Linked DNA regions of Sus scrofa: region 1 is linked to region 2. A link is a contact called in public HiChIP or PLAC-seq data. All regions are on one chromosome and are shown on one strand. The core of a region is the stretch at or near the end of the contact, and the rest is flanking DNA. Distances in the headings are between cores, read along the strand shown. Region 1 overlaps HACD3 (very-long-chain (3R)-3-hydroxyacyl-CoA dehydratase 3). Region 2 holds the start of IGDCC4 (immunoglobulin superfamily DCC subclass member 4).

What was found. HiChIP or PLAC-seq counts read pairs in DNA pulled down with a chosen protein or histone mark.
Region 1: a contact with region 2 is called in an H3K27ac HiChIP or PLAC-seq map of skeletal muscle. The contact joins the enhancer-like site here to the promoter of IGDCC4 in region 2. A contact is called at or near these places in 1 of 5 promoter capture datasets (fetal liver), 4 of 47 Hi-C or Micro-C datasets (liver, retroperitoneal adipose tissue and skeletal muscle) and 2 of 2 datasets of contacts at active chromatin or transcription factors (alveolar macrophages and skeletal muscle).

Annotation. Positions count from the first base shown.
Region 1 is chr1:163,528,868-163,534,812 of Sscrofa11.1, forward strand. All of the region lies in intron 1 of HACD3 (very-long-chain (3R)-3-hydroxyacyl-CoA dehydratase 3), which reads left to right. Among named protein-coding and RNA genes, the nearest start is that of HACD3, 6.0 kb to the left of the region's middle. Within about 2 kb of position 4,209, at least 3 of the 83 cell types and tissues checked have an H3K27ac peak or open chromatin away from gene starts, as enhancers often do. A contact at or near this core is called in skeletal muscle, where this site is marked.
Region 2 is chr1:163,431,646-163,438,016 of Sscrofa11.1, forward strand. IGDCC4 (immunoglobulin superfamily DCC subclass member 4) reads right to left here and starts at 4,257. Exons shown (of 20, transcript XM_003121731.5): 1 at 4,123-4,257. The coding sequence starts at 4,192.

The sequences.
Region 1 (5,945 bases), core at 2,959-5,458, 97 kb after region 2:
AGCAGAATAAAATGTTCTAGCTGTGAGTGCCAGGCTGGGTTTGGAACATCAGAGGCTGCTCTTTAAAAACAAAAAAAATCTCAATTGCTCTGTGTAGGGCCCATGAAATGGTGATTCTGGCTCGCGGTGAAGCAATTCATTTATTTGTTCAGTGAGGACCGTTGGTGGAGACAAAAGCAGAGTACCTGCTTTTGCCTCACATAGGCTAGGTGCTGAGTTGTTGGACAGCTCTCTATCGCCCCCTACTTTCCATAATTTATGCTTAAGTGAGTTTTAGTGTTGAATTCCAGTTTGGGAGCCTAAGTCCTGTTCCCTTCCCTTCCTAAGACACAGAGAACCATCAGGTTTTCCCATCTCTACTCTGTCTTTGGGGCTACAGAACTCGTGACTGGTAAGAAACCACCACTGATGTGAGGAGGAATGGTACACTATAAAGACTTCAGGAGTTCCCTCATGGCTCAGTGGGTGGGGGACCTGGCATTGTCACTGCTGTGGCTCCGGTTTGATCCCTAGCCTGGTAACTTCTGCAAGCCACAATGATGACCCAAAACAAGCAAATAAAGACTTTAACAGCAGCTTTATCTGCGTTTGAGGTGAGCACTAGCAAAGAGGCCAGCCAGAGTCCAGTGGGGCTAGGTCAGGGTTACTCTCAGGCTAAGCATGAAGGATTCGTTTGTGCTGAAACCATAGTTGTTAAAGTGTTTGTTCATTTATCAAGGTTTTTGTTTGTTTCAGTTATGTGAGGACAGTGTGCCTACCTCTGTTTGGGAGCTGTTTGAAAGATAACTATTCTTGACCTTATCTAATAGAGAGTCAGGGGGAAAGAGTGGTAACTGAAGGCATAAGATTGGGTCCTTGCTCTTCCACTTACTATCTGGTGTCCATGGATTATTCACTTGACCTTTATGAGCCTCAATCTTTTCTTCCAAATAAATGTGGATGATGACACCTAATTCATAGGATTGTTTTGAGGTTTGTATTGGATAATGGGTTTGAAAGTGCCTTGTGAATTCTCCCATACTATTCAAGAATAAGGGGTTATTATTTTGACATTAAACCTTAGATGAGAGAGAGAAACACGAAGAGCAATAGAACAGAACAGTCTGTCTGTAGACTTATCTATGTATGAAGACTTACTTAAACAGTAGTGATGGCTTTACAAATTAATAGGGGAAAGGATGAACCATTCAGGAGATTGTATTGGGACAATTAGTAATTCAAATGGTGAAAAGATAAAATAAGATCTTCCCCTATGCCATAGACAAAAGTCAGTTTCAGGTGGGTTAATGACCTAAATGCATAAAGAAAAACTACTGGAAGAAAATACATTGAAAAAAGAGAAAATATAAGAGGGTTTTTTTTTTTTTTTTTGGTCTTTTTGCCTTTTCTAGGGCTGCACCCATGGCACATGGAGGTTCCCAGGCTAGGGGTCTAATCAGAGCTGTAGCCACCAACTTACACCAGAGCCACAGCTGGAGGATCTGAGCCTCATCTGTGACCTACATCACAGCTCTAAGCAACACCAGATCCTTAACGCACTGAGCAAGGCCAGGTGTTGAACCCGAAACCTCATGGTTCCTAGTCAGATTCGTTAACCACTGAGCCATGATGGGAACTCCCTAGGAGGTTATTTATACAATACTGGAAGAGAAAAGAATGTGTTAAGATACAAAAACATAAGCCTTAAAGAAAAAAAAATTGACAGATTTAAGAGGAGCTTGAGGCAGATATTTGTAGTGTAGTATCACTGAGCTCTTCCACATATGCACAAGGAGACAGCATTACATTACAGCAAAAATATTGAAAACAACCTCAGTACTTATCAACGGAAGAGTGGATAAATTGTGGTATATTTATACAGTGACACACTGTACAACAGCTAAAATAAATGAAGCAGAACCACCTATGGATAAAGTTTAGAAATATGTCAAGTAAAACGCAAGTTGAAGAGTTATATGTATTCATATTGTATTTGAAACCATTTATGTAACGTAAAATAATATGGTGTATTGTAATGAATACCTGTGTTGTACATGAATAAAGAATTAATAACAAATTATTTAATTACTAATGGGAATGATAAACTCCAATTCTAACATAGTGGTTACTTGCAAGGCTGGGATGTTTGAGGAAGAAAGGGCAATGGGATTGAGTAATTATATAACTATACCCATATCAATTTCTTAAAAAAAAAAACCACTGAAGAAGTAACTCAAAATGTTAGTGGATAATAGACAAAATGGTGTTTGCTATATTTTTCTGCGTGTGGCTGATTGCTTGAAATATTTTGTGATAAAGATTAAGTCTAATCTAAGCTGTTCATATCCACAGTACAGAACCACTCATTAGGCAGTGAATTGATTAAATAATTTGGTTGTTGTTGAGTGGTTGCAATGGTCTGACCAGGCACAGTACTAGGTATTGGGGGTGGGGGTGGTTTCAGCGGTGAACAATGCATATAAAGATACTACTTTCAGGTTGAGGGAGATAGACAATAGATAATAAATAAAATTTTTACCAAGATAAGTACTATGATGGAGGTAAGAGTAATTGGTAGAAATATTTTAAGTAGGGTGGTTGGGAAAGGCTTCATCGGGGAGGTGATATTTGAGCTAGGTGAAACTGGAAGGATAAAATGAATTATGAAGAGAGCTGGGGGAAGAACATTCTGCTAGTGCATAGACTTAAGGGCAAGCAAGGACTTGGGGAAGTTCCAGGGAACAGAAGGGATGTTAGTATGTTTGGAGTGTAGTTAGTGAGGAATAAGTTAGAAGGAGATGAGGTTGGAGGAGTTTGCAAGATGTAGGTCATGTAGGGCCTTGTTGCCATGGTAAGGAGTTTGGATTTTATTGTAAGAGCATTGGGAAACTATTAGAGTTTTAAGCAGAAGAGTGACATTATAGAATTTGTGTTTTAAACGATTATTCTGACTGCTGTGTGGATTATAGAGGGGCAAAAGTGAAATCTGGAAAACCATTTAGGGAAGTTATTATAGCAGTGTGGGTGAGAGATGAGGTGACTCTGTCTAGGGGTGACAGTGGTGGTGGAGAGCCATGGACAAATTTGAGATATATTTGGAGAGAACCTTCAGGCCTTGATGGATTGCATATATTGGGGCTACTGAGGGGAGAGGGAGAAGGAAAGAATCAACAACTAGTCCTAGAATTTTGGCTTAAGCACAGAGTAGATTATGATCATGCCATAGGTGTGGCCAAAGGAAAAAAAAAAAAGACTTGATTATGATGCAGTTTACTAGAATATTTAAGACTAGAGAAGAGGTTTAAAGGACAAAATTGAGAGTTCCTTTTGGACATGTTGGTGTGAGACAATCTCCCTATAGAAATGTGAGGTAGTCACATAACTGCATAAATGCAGAATTCAGGGCAGTAGTCTGGATTGAAAATAGAGAATTTCATGAAATCTTAGACTTCGGTGATTTTGAGATGTCATTATTTTATGCACCATGAAAAAAATGCTGCTGATTAAACTATGGTACATACATTCATACAATCTTATGACTTCAAATGTTTGTTGTTTTTGAAAGAGCTCTTTTAGATTTGTTTAAGCTGTCAGTTCATTCCAGCCAGAGACCTCTAGAAGCACCTTGTTTTAACAAGTTGAGTTTAATGATTGTTTTAGGGAGAACACATGGGGAACTGTGGGGGTGTCTCAGTAAGAGAGTGTTAGAAAGAACTGATTATAGGATTGGGGGTTTGGTGACTGGGAGAGGGTCTAATGAAGTGGGGGCTTGATTTAGATTGGATGCTGTCAGGAAGTGGGAACACTTCTACGATTGGGTATTTTGTGGATGGCATGGTGACCCATGCCTAGAAAAAATTATGAGGTGACCTTATTTTGTGTCATTTTATCGTGGTCTCAGTAACCTGAGGTTGGTTTATGTTGTTTGATATTATTTGTGTTCAACAGGAGAACAAAATGGTCTTGTAAGCTTTGGACCAACTTGTAATAATTTTGAGATCTGCCTGTGAATGTCAGATCAGTTTCAGATGTCAAGGGCTGCTTATTTCCTTCTCAAAACAGTTTAAAAAATAACAAAAATTAGAGTTCCCATCGTGGGTGCAATGGAGATGAATCCGACTAGGAACCATGAGGTTGCAGATTTGATCCCTGGCCTCGCTCTCTCGGTTGAGTATCCAGCATTGCCGTGAGCTGTGGTGGAGGTCACAGATGTGGCTCGGATCTGTTGTTGCTGTGGCTAGGGTGTAGGCTAGCAGGAACAGCTCCCATTAGACCCCTAGCCTGGGAACCTCCATGTGCCTCGGGTGCGGCCCTAAAAAGACAAAAAGACAAAAAAAGCCCCCCCAAAAAACCCCGAAAATTATCATTTTATCTATGTAATTGCTTCTGTACACATAAATATGAAAATATAAGCAAAAAAATTGGTGAAAGTATTCCTAAACCATTTTCATATCTCAGAATCCACTCTTCTGAATCACTTTTCTACTCAGAGATGTCACTGTCCATGTTTTATCCATAAAGTGTCATATTCTGTGCTATTAAAAGCACTAGTAATGCAGCCTTTCTGAAAGAGTGCTCTACTACTATCTCTGGCAATTTTTTTTTTCAAGCCATCAACACCTATTTAAAAGTTTTGATGCTGGCACATTCTTATCGTACTAGAAGATGTCAACAGAATGTTTCCAGACATGAACCAGGACTCATACTACTTCCTTACATGACCTTTAAATGGTTTGTTGCCTGAAATATTGAGTTGCAGCTGTGTAGTCATGTCATTGAAGAACAGCCAAGCTCATACATGCTCAGGCAGTGACTGCCATGCCATGGTTGTTACTTTGTCAAAGCAAGTGTAAGGTGCTGCTGTCAATTGTAGTAAATATGCTGATTTTAGAGCTATTGAATGTGAAAAAATGTGCATTTTAGAATTAATGAAATATAGCAAATTTTGGGGTTGTCAGTAAGTTGCAATATTTAAACCCTAAGACCAGATGGGATCATCAGGAAGAGAAGAAGAATTAGAGATGACCAAATCAAGCTCCTAAAATATGGTGTCTTGGTTTGAATCTTGGTTTTTGTCACTTGCTGATTGTAAATCTCAAGCAAGTTGTGTATGCTCTGTATGCCTCCGATTTCCTCATCTTTAAAACTGTTGTATTAATAGTGCTTATTTTATAAGGTTGGCTTTGTGTATGTGTGAGCTAGTAATGTGAAACACTTTGAAAGATAATTAGCATCTAGTGAATGTTCATTAATTTTTTTTTGGTCTTTTTAGGGCTGCACCCGAGGCATATGGAGGCTCCCACGCTAGGGGTTGAATCAGAGCTGTAGCTGTTGGCCTGCATCACAGCCACAGCAACATAAGATCAGAGCCATGTCTGCGACCTATACCACAGCTCAAGGCAACACTGGATCCTTAACCCACTGAGCAAAGCCAGGGATCAAATCTATGTCCTCATGGATACTAGTCAGATTTGCTTTCACTGAGCCACAGTGCAAACTTCCTCAATAAATGTTACTGAATTGAGCTGGATGAGGAAAGTGGCTAATTGGAGAGGATAGGGTTCATCTTAAGGGGATAGCTATTGTCATTCAAGAATGCAGATATGAGCATTGTAAGAAAGGAAAGCAGGTTAGCCCTCTCCTTGACAAGGATGGAAGAGGCCCTCAAGCCTGATGACACATATACTGTTAAGGCATTGCCACCTACTTCATGGCATCTAACCATTTTTTTTTTTAATTTATTTTTTAAATTGAAAAAATTTTTTTTTCTTGTCTTTTCTCGGGCTGCACCCACGGCATGTGGAGATTCCCAGGCTAGGGGTCTAATCGGTGCTGTAGCCATTGGCCTCCACCAGAGCCACAGCAGCTTGGGATCTGAGCTATGTCTATGACCTACACCACAGCTCACGGCAACACCAGATCCTTAACCCACTGAGCGAGGATCGAACCCGCAACCTTGTGGTTCC
Region 2 (6,371 bases), core at 3,007-5,506:
TGAAAAAGATAAGGCACAGAGCCGCTTTGCTTTTCCAAGAAACTTCTCAGTTTCCTTATCTATAAGATCATAGGAACTCCCTTCAGGGCTAGGAAAGATGTGAATAATATATGTGGAAACTGCCTAGCGCACTACATGGCACCTATTAGAACCCTAACAAAATGCCTAAAAGGCCCCAAGACTGAACAGCAAACTCACACTGAAAGAAACTGTCCTTAAACATGACCAGGGCTGGGGAGCTGCCGACTTCACCTCTTCTCCTGCTGTAGGGATGGTCTGATTTAAACATACCTTCCTCAGGGGCCCACCTTTGTCTCCCTCACACTCCACTCATTTGCCAGTGCTCCGAGCTATGTGACAAGGTAATGAGCCCCTTATGGAATGATCTGGAAGTCTTGGCTCTGCATCAAGGGAGAGCTTACTGAGCTTCTGCTTCCCAGACCCCAGTGACCCCACAGCCCCTCAAATGCAGATGATGCCTGAACCTCAGCAGTGAAGCAATAGTAGCTGGCAGTCCAGCCCCAAGGACAGGGATTCCATTTCTCTGCATGTCAGGCCCGGAACTTCCTTTCTCTGGTTTTCTTCTCTCCCCGCTGGCTGTCATCACCTCCCTCTGCCCAGGCTAGGGCTGGGGTCCTTCCCCATCAGAGCCACTCTTCCTCCTTCTCCCCCGCAACTGGGGAGCTGGGAGCCCCTAGGCCTGCTTGGCAATGACATCTGTTCTGCATCTGGAATTCTGTGTCAAGTCTGGCCGCTGTACCTCAGAAACAGTGGAGGCAGGGCAGGAGGCAGCGGGTGGGATGGGTGGAAGAGAGTGGATTCCAGAGCCCAGATCCAGATGCACCAGCTGAGGAGGGCCAAGCCCGAAGTTGTTGATAACTTCTCATTGGGGGGGGGGGGGTGTGAAGAGAGACAGAATTGTGTTCACATGCATCAATCTCAGGAAAGCATGATTGCGCCAAGAGCCAGGAGACTGGTTCCAGCCCCATTTCAGTCCCTATTCATGTCATTCTGGGAAGTCACTCAGTTTTCTCATCTGTGAAATGGGTTCATGCTCAAATGAGTCCCGAATTCCCCTCAGGGCTGATATTTGATGACGATAATTGTGACATTACTCAACTCAAAACAACATACCTTTAGGTGAAAAGAAAGGAAATGATAGTTTATACATAGTGCATGATCCTGTACACATACGGGATCAATGAAGCTTTAGATAACTTCTGGATAAGATTCACTACGGAGAGAAATTATGTGTGACCTGGTTCCTAACCTCCAAGATGAGGTCAGAGAGGGCCACCCCAACACCCCAAATGATTGGGGTTGGCCTCTGAGCCTCTGGGCTGAAAAAGGGATGGGTGGGTGGGAGTTTCCCAGTGAGGAAAAAGCAGCCCTCACATTCTTAGAGCCCTCCTGCTACTGACCACTGGCATCACTGCCCCCCAAATTCTGATTGGGTGGAAGGGAGAGTCCCACTTCATGTATATAGGGAAGACAGAGCACTGGGCATCCCACCACCACATATTCCCAGTTCCCAAGCCTTGACCCACGAGCAGTGCTCAGGAGAGGTGGTCCACCACTGCTGACTCCAACATCAGCCCTTCATATTCTGCATGCTGAAATTGCTGAGGTGTCTATTATTTTTGACTTCTCCTTCCCTCACTTCCCACAAACTCAATCTATCCTCAAATCCTACTGATTCTATTTCCTAAATATCTCTGGAATCCATCCCAACTGTCACAACTCTAGTTGGTACCACCCCAGCCTCCCAGGAAGCTGCAGCTCCTGCCTTCAGCCTGTCCAATCATTCTCCATATCTGCTGGAGTGAGCGGCTGCAAAGTTGATCTTAAAAGCTTCTAAGGGCTCGTGGGAGCTCTCAAGCCAAAAACCTTGCTGGGGCTTACAAGATCCTTCATGAGTTGGGGCCAGCCTTCTCTCTTGACTCTCTGTGGCCTCTGTCCCATTCCTCCCCAGGCTGCCTCACCCTCATGCCTTGTGCTCTCAAATCTAGCCTCATTAAGCTTCATTCAGTGATCTAACTCACCTCTGAGGGTTTGCACACACTCTTCTCTCCAGAAAACTCTCCCCATCATCAGTCTCCTTCTGCAGGGCTAACCCTCTGTATTGAGCTCTATTATTCACCACTTCCTGGAGGAAGCTTTTCCTGACTTCTCCAGACTATCTGTCAGTCTCCTCTTTATTTACTATATTCCAGGCACCAGTCACATGCTGCCCAAAAACAGTGCTCAGTAAATATTTGTTGAATGACCTCCATCCAGATCAGAGTGGCTTGTCAGAACTCTATAGGAGTGTCCTTAGACCTGATGAGCTTTGCACACTCAAAGCGTTTAGGACTGAGGGCCAGCAGAGCAGTTGCTTCAGCCAGGCACACTGCTGGCCAAGAGAGCCCCGACTCTGCTCTGGCCCTGCCCTTGCCTTGTGCACTCAGGAGCAGGGGGAGGCCAGGTCTGGGAGGCAAACTGAGCCCCGTGCAGGGAGGCCCCACGGATATTCCATAATGCTCCAGTGAGTGCAGTTCTCAGCACAGATTCTGCTTTGCAGGATGACCCTGAGCTCAGTCCCAGAGCTCTTAGAAGAGCAGAAGACAGTGGGCACAACTATTCTTTAATCCCCTGGCCTCCAGGAGGATAGATGCCATTCTGGCACTTGCCTGCCCCCTCCACCTGACATTCCCAGGACCCCACTTCCCTAGCCCAGCTGCCCGGACCCTGCCCTCAGGTGGCCTCCAGCAGGGTCTGAAAAGTCTTTGTAGGGAGAGAGGGGGTCTGAGTAGTGTCCGATACTGTCCCATCCGCTGTTTGGGTTTCCTAGAGATGGGCCGGGCGGTCAGGCAGAGGCTCCTTCCCCCACTCCGAGGTCCCTGCCTCCCTCCCACGTGGCCTGGCTGAGTCTCTCTGGAAAGCCGCAGCAGCTGGAGAGAAATCCCCCTCCCCACCCCCACCGCCAAGTCCCTCCCCGACTCGCCCCGGACACATCCTCAGCTTCCCCCTCTGCAGGGAAGGCAAGAACTAGGCGAACAAAGCAGGCAGCCCATCCCCCTCCCCAGCCCAACCAACCACCTTCCCCACGGGCCGCCCCCTAAAGGCACACAAGGACGGAAAGCTAGAGGGCTGGGGGTTGAAGAAGACGCCCTAGGCATAGACCCTTGGGACTCCGTCACGCCATCCCCAGACCTTTCTCCACTGAGGACAACTCTGACTTTTACCCACCCTGAGTCCACTCTGAGGTGGGGGCCTGGAGGAGGCCTTACTGATCCCGTCAACGCTCCTCTGATCCGGCCCTGAGAGGTGGGGCAGGGGTGACACGCGTGCCATCCCGAGAGCGAGTGTTGGACACGTCCAAGAAAGCAACTATTTTCCTGCCCCCTCTCCCAGGCCACTCTGGGCCTCGGGCTTGCGGGGGCAACACTCTCCCGTGGCACCCCCGCCCCAACCAGCCTCCGGGACCACACCCACTGGACAAAGTTGAGTACTTTATCACCACTATCCCCAGTCAATCCGGAATCTCCTGCTCTGTTCCCCCCCACCCCCAACAAGGGCAAGGACACTCCCCAAAAGCCAAGGCCAAATATTAGTACAGCCCCATAAACACAATTACACACGCTCTCGAGACACAAATGGAGGTGCAGACACACACCCCTACACCCCTCCTCTCTAACACTTCTAACCAAAAGACACGCGCGGGCAAGGAAGAGCCCGCCTAGCGAAAACCACAAACACCGCATCCACCGCCCGCGATGCCACGCCGCGGCCAGGCACGCACTGCGGACGCGGACGTCCGTAGAAGCCCCCTCCCCACCCTCTGCACACACACACACATACGCACACACACACATGCACACATACACACTCACTCACTCCAGACTCCGAAAACCAAGGACACACACCCCCTGCAGACTAGTACGCGCCGCAAACGCCCTGGGCCGAGGCGCGCAGACCCCTAGCGCAGGCACCGCAGGCACAAGGACACGCAGCCCGAGCCCCACGGCCCCCGTACTCGCTCGGGAGCAGGACGCGCCGGCCTTATAGCCCAGCGCAGCCCGGGGCGCGGACGCACTGACACACCGCAGCGGCTTCCGCCACTGCCGCGGCGCCCGCCCTTACCGCGCGCGGCCAGCAGGCAGAAGGTCAGCGCGAAGAGCCCGCCGCGGCGGCTAGCGTCCCCCCGCGCCATGGGGCCGGGCCCGGGCCGCCGCCGCCGCCTCCACCCCGCGCCTCGGTCGCCGCTGCCGCCGCCGCCGCCGCCGCCGGGGGAGGGCGCGCCGGGCGTCAGTGGCCCGGGGAGGCGCGGCGCCGCGGGCGGGGGCGCGGCCTCGGGGCCCGGGCCCAAGCGGGGGCCGGCGCGGGGGCCGGGGCTGCTGCCGCCTCGCCCGCCCCTCCATCGCCATCTTGGGCGAGGAGCCCGGGCGGGGGCGCCCAACGAGCGCGGCCACTCGGGCCCCGCGGGAGACCCTTGCCCGTGCACTGTAACCTGCGGTGCGCGGGTGCTCAGCTCCGCTGGGATCTGTGCCTCTGTCCCTTGCCTTCTCTAGGTTGCCTTGGGCCCCCATTTGGGCAGCTTGTCTCTTGGTCCTGGGGCCTCTTTCTGCCTCTGTTACTTTATCTGTCTCTATCACTTTAAGGCTCTGCTGCTGCCTCAGGGTCTCCTCCATCTCTGTTCCAGGCTCAGTGGAGGCAGATTCAAGGCCTCAGTCTCTGACCCGGCAGACCCCATCCTGCCACTTGAGCCAGTCCATTCCATCCTCGGTCTGGATTGAATCCTCATTAGCTTTGCCACATGCTGCACCAACAGACCTTCTGAGGACATGACAGTTCCCTCAACCCATTTCCATTGTCATTCCAAGCTGATGGCTTCTCTTGACCTCCTTTTTTTGCTCTTAGAATAACCAGCCCCGGAGTTCCCGCCGTGGCGCAGTGGTTAACGAATCCGACTAGGAACCATGAGGTTTCGGGTTCGATCCCTGCCCTTGCTCAGTGGGTTAACGATCCGGCGTTGCCGTGAGCTGTGGTGTAGGTTGCAGATGCAGCTTGGATCCCGCGTTGCTGTGGCTGTGGTGTAGGCCAGTGGCTACAGCTCCGATTTGACTCCTAGCCTAAGAACCTCCATATGCCGTGGTAGCGGCCCAAAGAAATAGCAAAAAGACAAAAAAAAAGAATAACCAGCCCCGACAGGGCATTTACTCTACCCTAAGCACTGCTACACTCCCACCTCCCTGCCACCCTGGGAGAGACAAGGAAGATTTGATTGCTCCCATTCTACCTGCAGGGAAACTGAGGCTGGAGGAGGTGAAATGACTTGCATAAGGACAGGAAGCTAGGGATCAGGAGATGCAGGACCAGAACCCTGGCTTTCTGATTCCAGAGGTCATTTCCCACTCATTCTTCAACTGTGCTTTCTCTTTCCTGGCCAGACTGGTTGCCTCAGTATCCTACAAATGTCTCTTTTTCTAAAACCAGGGATTCAGTCATCAGGCTAGGTAGGGTAGCGAGAGGAGTACAGATTGAATGACCTACTTAAGGTCTTTTCCAAGACCAGGATGCCATGGTTCTTCATCCCCTGTGTCTCCAGTGTTCCCATATGTAGAGCCACTTTGTAGAGGGTAGGTACCTTACCCATCTGCTGCTAGCTAACCCTTAGTAAGGACCTTCACTTTGCAGCTCTAATAGGATCTGGCATTTATTCATTCATTGTCAGGCCCACCAGCAGCATTTGACTTAATCCATCACTCCTGTTTGTTTCACTTAGTGATCTCAGCTGGTCATCAAGGCTTTAAATTACATCTTTATGCTGGAGGTGCCCACACTTACACCTCCAGCCTGGACCATCTCCCCTGAACTCCAGACTTGTATATCCAGTTACCTGTTCAACATTTCCATTGGCAAGTAGGCATTTCTAATTTAATATGTCCCAAACTGAGCTCTGATCTTCCCTATTAAACCTGCCTCTCCCATAATCTCCATCCCAGTTCCTAGTAGCTCATCCTTCCTGTTGCTCAAGTCAAAAACATTAGAGCCAGCCTTGGCTCTTCACTTTCACATCCTTCACACCCCATTTTCCTGCCACCACCTTGATCCAAGCACCATCACCTTTCACCTGGATTGTCACAATAGCCCCTTGACTTGTTTCTGTCCTTGTTCCCCTTTAGTCTTTTCTCAATACGGAACCAAGAGGGATCTTATTAAAGTGGGAACAAGATTGTGTCACTTCTCTGAGCAAAACCCACCAGTGCCTCCTATCTCAAAACAAAAACTGAAGTCCTTCTTATGACAAGAACACCTCTCTGATCTGGAGGCCTGCTTTACTTCTCTGACCTCACCTCCTACACCATCCCCTTTGCTTGCTGCCTCTCCAG